2 separate regions of the Anas platyrhynchos genome follow, and region 2 is linked to region 1. A link is a contact called in public Hi-C data. All regions are on one chromosome and are shown on one strand. The core of a region is the stretch at or near the end of the contact, and the rest is flanking DNA. Distances in the headings are between cores, read along the strand shown.

Region 1 (4,941 bases), core at 1,179-3,678:
ACCTTCCATGAGCAAGGAAAAGTCCTGTAGTGTCATAACAAAGCTGAAAGCTCTTCATTTTTGTATGAGTTGTGTACCACAAGTATGGATTGAAGCAGGAACAGAACCAGAGGTATTTTCTTTGTTGTGAATGAAAACTAGTAGTTGTCTGAGCCAGCAGGTTTCCGATGGCTTTTCATTAGATATTTTGAAATGTTTGTAAAGTCTCACTTGGCTGTATTTTCTCAAAAAGTCTGCAGTTAGCTCAAAGCAGAGAACTTTTATTTTTTCTTTTTCTTCTTTTTTAATGTTGACCACAGTGGTTTCTGTTTCCTTATCTCTATGTACCTATGATAAGGATAACGTAATGCATTAATTGGTTATTTTAACCTATTATCCCTTGCAAGGAATAGGAGGAATTTAGAGGGACTGGCAGAGAAGAAAAGCTAGTAGGTAAGCAGCAGCTTGAAAAAGGGGTTGGAGATTGAGAATAGGTGAAAGACAGTATTACGTGGATGTAGAATATTGTTCCTTCATGTTTGAGTGTCCTTGTTATTTTGATCAATTTTGACTAAAGAGGGGTGAAGAGGTTAAAGGTTCCAAATCTGGCCAGCGTGGCAGAAGATGTTTGGTATCCAGAAAAAAATAGGTTAAATTAGGTCAGATTAGGTCAGGCTCACAGTATGTTTTGGGCCAAAGCACACCTTCCATGAGGCCTTGGGTACTTGCTGTCTGGCATCATTTCTGCAAACTTTGTGTTCGGATCATTGCAGGTGTCTGAAAATGAAGTTTTTCAAAGAGGGTTGTCAACTCCGTAGAGCTGCAGTGCAGAAGAATGGCTGCTATGAAGTGAGTTTTGGTAATGAGCATGCGTGGTGCCAGCAGCTGCATCAGAAAGTGACATTTGGACCAAAGGAAATACCTTCTGGAGATACATATATATATAAAAAGCATACATCATGGATTATGTGGATGCATTATCTTCCACTCAAACTTTGTAACTACAAATAAAAGCCTACAAATGTGAACTGTAAAACCCTAGGTCTGAGGGCAAATAAAAACTTCTATTTTTTTAAATTAAGTTTTAATTTTAATACAGTTACACTTCAGTACAAGTAACTGTTGGCATTGTTGCTTCCAATTCATTCGATTTAGTCTGTTTACTAATCAATGCTTGTGAGTGTAGCTGCTGTAGCAATTGATACTAAGTACCAATACCGGTGAGTCTTCAAATGTAGTCCTTGGAGAGAAACAAAAATATTTTCACTGTATATAAATAAGGGGTCTTCCTTGTAACACAAATGTGTCAGATGAGTCCTTGTGAAATATACAATGATCCCTGTCGTTGGATGAAGTCTTATTTACACTACAAAGGGAAAAGTACATATTTATGTTCCTCAGGGGCACAGAGAATGGAAGGCATTGTGTTGATATTTTAATACAAATTGCTCCCTGCATTTCTAGGTGGCAGATCTATGAATATTCACAGAATCCCAAGGCCAGATGATCATCCAGAACGTGGCATCTATGGCAGCAAAATGGAGGAAGAGGCCTGAAGGCTCCAGAGCCGCCATTTTGCCCAGGGGGGGATAAGTTTGGGCTCACCCCCCCCTTCCTCCGGAAGATGTCACGGTTGGGGTCTGGGGGTGGGCATGGGGCTGGGGAGCCCCCCGGGGGGCTGTGCTGGCCGCCCGGCAGCCTGGCAGGGAGGAAGGCTTGCGGGCAGCCCGCTTGCTGTCTCCCTCAAGTGTTTGAGGTTCTCCAGGATTTTAGGAACCCTTTTTCCCTGCCATTGCGCGTTCCAAGTCCCCTTGCTCCAAAGGACTGACGTGTCAGTAGCTTCTTTTCTTTATCGCTTTCAATTCTTCCCTTAGGGCAGGTCGCCCTCAGCACCTGGGGTCAAACCCCAGCAGCGCTGCGTGGCGCGGAGCGGGCCAGCGGCCAGGTGGTGGCGAGGAGGTGCCACCTGGGGGCTCTGCAGGCTCGGGAGACGGGCAGCGAGCACCGGGCCCAGCAGCTGCCCGGCCTGGGGGGCTCCCCGCGGGGCAGGGGCAGGGGCAGGGGCAGCGCCGCTCCGTGCCGAGCCCCGGGGGCTGCGCGCTGCAGCGGGGGGGGAGCGGGGTTGGGGAGGGGGCGGCCGGGGCCCGCTCCGAGCTCGGGGCGCTCACGGGGCCGCCCCCCCGCAGAGGATGCGCGCTGCGGGGCGCTGCGACGCCTCACACAGCCTCACACAGCCTCACACAGCACGTGCCGCGCCTCGAGGGCTGCCCGGCTCCGGAGGGCACCGGGGGGGGGGGGGCGGCTGCGTTACCGGGAGGCCGCCCCGCGCCGCCCCCCCGGCTCCTGCCCCGCCGCCGCCGTCGTCGTCGCCGGGCGCTGCTTGGGGCCGGCGGCTCCTTCGTCCCGCCCCCGGCGCGGCGCGGCAAGGGTTAAGGCGGCGGCGGCGGCGCTCGGCGCGGAGGGATACGGAGCCGGGGCCGCGAACGTGGTGCTGAGGCTCCGTAAGCAAAAAAATGTCTGCCTGAGGGGAGCCCACAAGTTCCTTCCAGCGGGGGGGGAGCGCTCGGCTCGCCGCCGCCCGCCCGGCCCCGCGCAGCGCAGCGCCCGGGGGGCACCAGGTACCGGCGGGGGGGGCCCGGCACAAGTTGGCGGACAGCGGCCGGGCCGGGGGAGCGGCGGCGGCCGGGAGCGCGGCGGGGCTGAGGCGGCGGCGGCCGGGCGGGAGGGGGGAAAGAGGGAGGGAGGCAGCGGGGCCGCCCGGGGCGGGGGGACCGGGCCGCCACCGGGGCTGAGGGGGGGTGTGTGGGGGGGGTGTACGTGGGGGTGAGCCCGGGGGGCGGCGGCGGGGCCGGGCGGCGCCGAGCCCCCCCCTCGGAGCCCCCCCTCGCGGGCGGCGGCGGGGCCGCGCTGGGCGGCGCGGGGCTCGCAGCGGCCCTGAGGGGGCCGCAAGTTGCAGGGAGCGGGGCCGCCGCTCCCCCGCGCCGCCCGCCGGGCACAAGGGAAGGCGCCCACCCCCCCCCCGCACCCCCTCCTCCTCCTCCTCCTCCTCCTCCCGCCGCGAGCGCGCGCACGCCCCCTCCCTGCCTCCCTCCCTCCCGCCGCACGCGCATTCCGCTCCCGCCCCCCCGGCGGCGCGGGGGGAGGAGGAGGAGGAGGAGGAGGCGGGGGGGGGCCGGGAGCCGGCGGTCCCGCTCGGGCGGCCATGGCTGTGCCGAGGCCCCGCCGGCCCCGCGCCGCCGCCCCCGCTGCAGCCCCATTGTTGGCCGCGCTGGCGGCTCGCTGAGCGCTCCTCGCTGCGTGTCAGCCCTCGGGCCGGGACAGGGAGGGAGGGAGGGAGGGAGGGGGATGAGCCCCGGGACACTTGGCAGGAGTTGGGCGGGTCGGGGCCGGCGCTGACCCCGTCGGTGCGGCCGGTGCAGGGGGGCTGCCCCCGGGCTGCTGTCGAGGCGAAGCGCTCCCTGTGCCCCTTCTCCCGTGCCCCAGGACGCGATCGCAGCGTTTGAAGATGAATTCCCAGCAGCAGAGGATGGCCGCGATAGGAACTGACAAGGAGCTGAGCGACTTGCTGGACTTCAGCGCGGTAGGACATGCTTCCAGGGCTTCTTGTCGCTGCGCCGTGCTAAACGGAGGAGTAAGGGCGGCAGCGTGCGGGGCTGGGCTGCCTTCCTCACAGCCAAGTTGGACACCTGAACTTTGATGTAATGTCTAGACGTCCAGATTTAATACCGTAATACCAGCTGGGTCAATTGGTTTAACTGGTTAAAATCAGGCTGACCCAGTGATGGCATAATCTAATAATTAACATTTGTTAAGCTGGCGTGTGGCACCGAGATGCCTTCTTCCTCTTGGTTTGTTTTTGTCTTTAAACCAAAAGAACGCTTAACGTCTGTAAGTAACTCGGTCTCAGAAAATTATAGGTGTTTTCTTTTTGATACTTTTGTTTTAACAGATCTTGAAGAATGTTGGACTTATGGATGTAATCGAAAACTGCTACCTTTCAAGAGTTGACTTTATCTAGTGACTTTAATTTCATAAATCCACAAGAAATATATTTTTAGTAGTAAAATTTAAATTGAATGCATATTTTAAATTGTCGTGGTAGTATTAGGCCTTTATTTTTTATTTTAAGCTGTGTTCATGCACAAAAGAGTGTAATGGTACAAATAAATTGGAAGGAATACTTTGCCTTTATGGCTCTGAACGTGCATCCTACATTCTGTTTATTTTCTAATAGAAATAGGAATCAAATAGTCGTTTCCTATGAACTTTGTTTTAAGTCTGCGGACCAGCTTCATAATTGAACATGGGAGTTCAAAGCCAGCTTATACACATCTTCTTGTTTTGCAGATGTTTTCCCCACCTGTTAATAGCGGGAAAACCAGACCAACCACGCTGGGAAGCAGTCAGTTCAGTGGATCAGGTAAGGTGCATCTGAGATACATAGAAGTCATGTAACCAGGATTTGATGTTTCAGGTTACTTTCAATGTGCTTGGATGGTAATCTTTCACTTGTACGTATTCTCATTTAAAATTGGAGATGTCCTGTTTCGATCTGACTTTGTAATATATCTTGTTCTTAACTTTAACCAGTTTTCCTCTGTGCCTTAGCCTATGTGTTCTAGTACAGCGAAGCATTAAGTATCTCTAGTCATACTGACATGCAAATTGTTTATTGATCTATTGCATTTCAAATGAAGGCTTTCTTTGTTGCTGTTTGATAAAAGCCCACCTGTTCAATAAGTATTTCCTAGCACCTGTATAAAAGAGGAAAACACTCAAGGAAAATACCAGGTAACAAAGTACTCCTGATGCAAGGATATATTCTAGAATTCAGTTCTTAAGGAGCATGTATGATGTAGTGACTAACTTCTTAAAAAGAAACGAGCAAAACAAACGCACACCACAACCCAAGGCTTAGAATTTTAAGGATTACTGGCTAGATACCACTAGTTCCTAGATCTA
Region 2 (4,941 bases), core at 928-3,427, 180 kb after region 1:
ATTAAAAAAAAAGTGCTAGAAAAAAGTAATCTGAATAACAGGAATTGGCAACATATTTTCATGTCATTGCAAAAAACATTATACCAGCCAGCACCCTTCCTACTCAGTCAATATCTGTAAGTTGTGGAATGGCAAATGTTAAAAGCCTGCATTGTGCAATTTATTAACATTTAACGTGGCAGATCTGTAAGGAGTCAATCAACAAATTTCTCTTCTGTCATTGTGTTTTCTGAAAGTAACAAACATGCTGATGCTACAATGCTCCTACATCATGTTCTGTGTCTTTGTATGCCAGCACTGTATATTCAGTTGCTGTTGATTTTATGAAGCTCTGAGACATTTCCACATGGGAGCAGGGTCACATTTCTGTTTTTATTGTTCCACTATAGCTTTTAGCACTGTAACTTACTGTCTTTACTTCTCAGTTCATAAGACACCCTGAGAAGCTTGAAGCTGTAGCCTACCAATTCTGTTGACAAAACAGGAAAATTGGCTGACAAGAGTTATCTCTCTGAGTATCTAGTTACATTACCCACTTTTTGTCCAACTGTTTAGCCTCTTCCCAGATCTGACTGTTTCAAAATTAACCATACTACTCCTGCACCATATGTTCAGATGCCCCAAGGGAGAACGGAGTTGTTTTTCAATTGGCTCACTGTCTTTTAATGAGGCAGGGGACTTGTGACCTCTGTGCATGGTGGCTGATAAATGGTAAGATGTACCCACACATACTCACAGAAAACCTGCAAACACAAATGAGTTGTGGATAATCTCTAGCATTTACTAGGGAAAAGCAATCTTGTGTGCAAACACTTAATCAAAAAGCTAATGCTTAATAGTATGTGATTTTAAACTGCCCATGCACAAGTCTGTCAACATTTATTTCCAGGTTCTCTGATCCTCTTTATTAGTTTCCTGTCTTGCTTTCATCTTAACAACAACTTTCTGTGACTTGGTTGTTTTTGTATATTTGTTTTTTTTCCCTTTTGTTAATAAATAACCATTTTTCCTCTTCAAATCTGTTTACATTTCTTAAGGATTTGAACAGGTTAAAAATGTTGTTCATGCTACTGAAGGAAAAGCGTGTGCTTAAACAAAAAGTGTTATGTAACTTATATAGAATAATATCACATGCTAGACCATTATGTTAGGATCTGATCAGATAAATGAGCTTTGCCTTCATTAAAAGCTCTAATCTTGATTATAGTCAGAGCAGCCTTTAAATGACAACTCCAGAGTTTTCCTCTAAAGGATCTTTTATGTTCTGGTTTGGAATTTTTCAAATAACTAAGAGGTTTTGTTTTGTTTTGTTTGGGGAAAACAAAAGCAAAATTTTCTTCCTGACCATTTTTTTTTAAATAATGGGGTGATCATGGAAAAACTTCCCCTTGGCTCTCAGCTGTGAGTTATAAATACCCACCAGCCAAATCCAAGTCTGGGTTTATTTCTATTTTCTTTTTCCAAGATCTCCTTTCTGGAGATGTGTTTGAGCCTTAGATCTCTTGCCTGTATTGTTACAGAACTGATGAAAGTCTGAGATCTCAATCAAAGGCTTAACAAAACAATAATCCTCTATTGCCCTAATTCTTCTCAGAAACATCTCTCTCTGACAAGAACAGTCCTTAAGCTTTTACATCTTTTTCTGCTTAAAATTACTTTCCTAATTAGAAAGAATTGTTTCCTTCCCAAGTCTTTGTGCCTGAAGAGCACTGTATTTATTGGAAAGCATGTCTCAGCTCTTTAGCCTCCCTCTCCCCCAATATTGTGACAGTGATAACACTTCACATCCCTCAAAAATTCCAACTTCCTTTTTTAACACACAGAAGAATTCAGTAACATTCTTTACAATCCGCCTAATTCCATTTGTAGCAAAAATCAGAAAGAGGAAGAATCACACAGATTTCATGCTTAATGTAATCATTTTCAAGGAAAACATATTTAAAAATAATTATCTTTTTCAGACGTATACACTTTATAGACTTCTCCACTTCGACACTTCAGGACATCATTTAACGGGAATTAGAATCAGAATGTGTGCACGCAGTACAGGCAGAATTAGTTGAGTATTACACATTAAGTAGGGAATGTAAAACAGATTTCCATACCAGAGGATTTGTTTACTTTTTTCCAGCTCAGCAGCTGTTCATCCTTACAGGTGATGAGGCCCCATTTCAAGAAGTTGCTTATGCAGGAATAGTACTAGTAGCTTCAAGTGTCTAAGTAATCCTGCACATCCTGAGTTAGACACAAGCTCAGATGCCAGCCTGACTTCAGTCATAATAAATTTACCTGCCAGCAAATTTTAGTATGTTAACATGGACTACATGGAAGAAGCTCCTGACAAGCTGCAACAAGATTTAAGAAGGTTCTGAAAAACTTAGTCATAGGGCATAAATAAATCATTATGTGCTGTTGAAGAAGATGAATTTGAGTCTAGCTCAATACCAAATAATTCACACTGAATGAGATGACTCTATTAACTGGTACAGATTTGAATAGCACTTGAATGAAATTTGTTAGTGCCCTTACAATGAAGTCTGCAACGCGAAGATGTGATGATGGCCATGGTTTATATGACTAAGTGGTTGTTATACCAACCTAGCCAGCAGGCATGACTGCACCTGATTTGACTGCCTTTCTTCAGAAGTGAACAGAAACAGCTGTTCAAACAGCTGAATGTCTTTTGCTATCCCTGTGACTACCATTGTTTTAATCTGAGAAGAGTGGTTGAAGCTGGAGTAATGATCTCTTCTGCACTTACCAGTAACCCAGCACAGAGATGCCACCAGTGACACATGACAGGGTCTTCAATTCATCTCCCCTGGAAATGGACCGTTTTTCCTCATTCAAATTCCCATCTCAGTAAGGATACTGCAATCACAGAAAAAGTCCAGAAGTTAAGAGTGATTAAAGACAAGATGGAGAGACTTTCACGCGACAGATGTGTGAAACCTGGTGCTACTGAGCTGAGACTGTAAGTAACTAAGATCATGAGGTTGCATAAAGCAATGAATATCATTATAAATATATTAGCACTGTCCTACTGAAAAAGAAGACAGCATATAGTAAAACAGGATTGGATAAAAAAATAAAGTTTTACAAGATATCTCTTTCACTCATCTGGGTAACTAAATGCAACACTATATTAATCTAGTGAGATTAAAATATAGCAAAATAACTAAATTAATTACAATATCTTCTTGTATTTGCCAAATATCTTTCTCTTGAGGAAAAATGTTGATTATTAGTTGGGAATATAAAGAAAGTCTTTATGTACTCTAGTCATGCATTGTATTTTTAATTTGAGGGAAGACAAATGTCTGGGAAGTCATCTATTCTGAGATTACTCACTCTTTATAGTGAGGTACTCCTAATACTGCTTCTGAAAACCTTTGAATGTGTGGATCTATGTTTTTGGAATTCTAAGTTTTGTTTTGTGACAGATGCTACTTACACCTTTCTTTTGACACCAGAAGATTAACGTAGAATAAGTTAATTCTATTTGCTTTGCTACTGGTAACAGTTCTACATAGAAGTTTTATATGTCTGACTAAAATGAAATTTTGTATATATCATTAATGATAAATGCAGGTGTCTGCGCTCTAAGAATATCTTCTAAATGAAGGGTTACCCTGTAACAGTTTGTATAGTTTGGCAGGTATGCTATTGGAATACAAGAGAAAGTGAAGGAAGGTTTCTTTTTTCTCAAAGTCTCAGTCTGCTAGAGGCCATTTGTTGCTCTAATGAAGATAGCAGATTGAGAAGAGAAACTTGTGCATCTGGGCAAGTGATAAGATCAGAACAGAGAAGTGCTAAACTGACCTGAAACCTAACAAAATCTACAAAACAGATCTGATCTTTCTGAAGAGCCAGTGCAGACCAGCAGAAATGACAGAGTAGAGAAGCCATGGAGAAAACTCTAAGTGCAAAGTGACTGCATCAGCAGCAGTCACAGCAATGGGAAAACTCTCTGGATTGACAACAAATAAGCTGATCAGGAAAAATAAGCTCAACAGCTTTACAAGTCCATATGAAAACTTGGAGGAAACTGAAACACACAGCACAGCCAGCTGGCTGTTCCTGAGGGTGGGCCCACTGCCAGACAGCTGTGACAGGAGGGAGCCAGCCCCAGTAGCCACCCCTAGATGACCTGGCCTACCCTGGGATTGACTGATATTCTTTACTGGTAAGGGAGAAGTTGAATACACTTTGTGCAAATAGCCACGGATTCTGTTATTCATTATCTAAAGATATGTATACAGTCAGTGTTCCACAGTCTGTTGTTTGTATTCCAAAACAATCAATAGTAGAAAAACCTCTCTGTAAGAGCACAAGAAGAGGTGTAATTCATTTTTTTTTCCTCCTTGAGAGAAGTTGGAAGGGGAACTCTGAGCAAGAGCTTTGAGACAGCTTACCAAAAAGAATCTTAGATCTCTTTGCTGCTAATTTAGAAATTAAGGTTTTGAACCTCTGCTGTGATGACTTTTTTTTTTTTTTTTTTAATTTTCTAATGTGATTGATTGTTTATTTTCTAAATAAATAATGCCTCCTTTAATACTCTGGCTTCACATATGTAATACTGTATGCCTGGATCTGTCTGGTTGTAATTTAAGGACATGTTTTAAAGACAGGCTAACGTTCTGATCACAAGAGAAAACTGTCAGAGGCACTGCATGAAAAGTACAGGTTAGGAAATTTGCAAAAGTAGATATTTGTCTTTCTATAAAGGTTAGGGATATCTCTTTAGTGAAGTGTTAGAAGACACACAAATGTGAAGACACTGCCAGCTGCCCCTGCTGTTTCAACAACACTAAACAAATATTTTCATTGTACTCTGAAAGAGAAACATCACTGACCCCCCTACCACTCTTATATTTTATTATGGGTTTTTTTAAAAAAAAAAAAAAACAACAACAAAAAAAAAACAAGCAAGTATAAGAT

Evidence for each region. Hi-C and Micro-C count contacts between places; a contact is called where the count stands out from the background.
Region 2: a Hi-C map of subcutaneous adipose tissue shows a contact between it and region 1, with 2.2 times the contacts expected there. The contact joins the promoter of CGNL1 here to the promoter of TCF12 in region 1. A contact is called at or near these places in 5 of 8 Hi-C or Micro-C datasets (F1 follicle, F5 follicle, liver and 2 more).

Annotation. Positions count from the first base shown.
Region 1 is chr11:7,103,657-7,108,597 of IASCAAS_PekinDuck_T2T, forward strand. TCF12 (transcription factor 12) reads left to right here and starts at 2,429. Exons shown (of 22, transcript XM_038184788.2): 1 at 2,429-2,597; 2 at 3,463-3,559; 3 at 4,327-4,399. The coding sequence starts at 3,485.
Region 2 is chr11:7,286,211-7,291,151 of IASCAAS_PekinDuck_T2T, forward strand. It overlaps CGNL1 (cingulin like 1), which reads left to right and starts at 2,178. Exons shown (of 21, transcript XM_038184782.2): 1 at 2,178-2,974. LOC113844967 (a long non-coding RNA gene) reads right to left here. Exons shown (of 5, transcript XR_011812063.1): 3 at 2,762-2,871.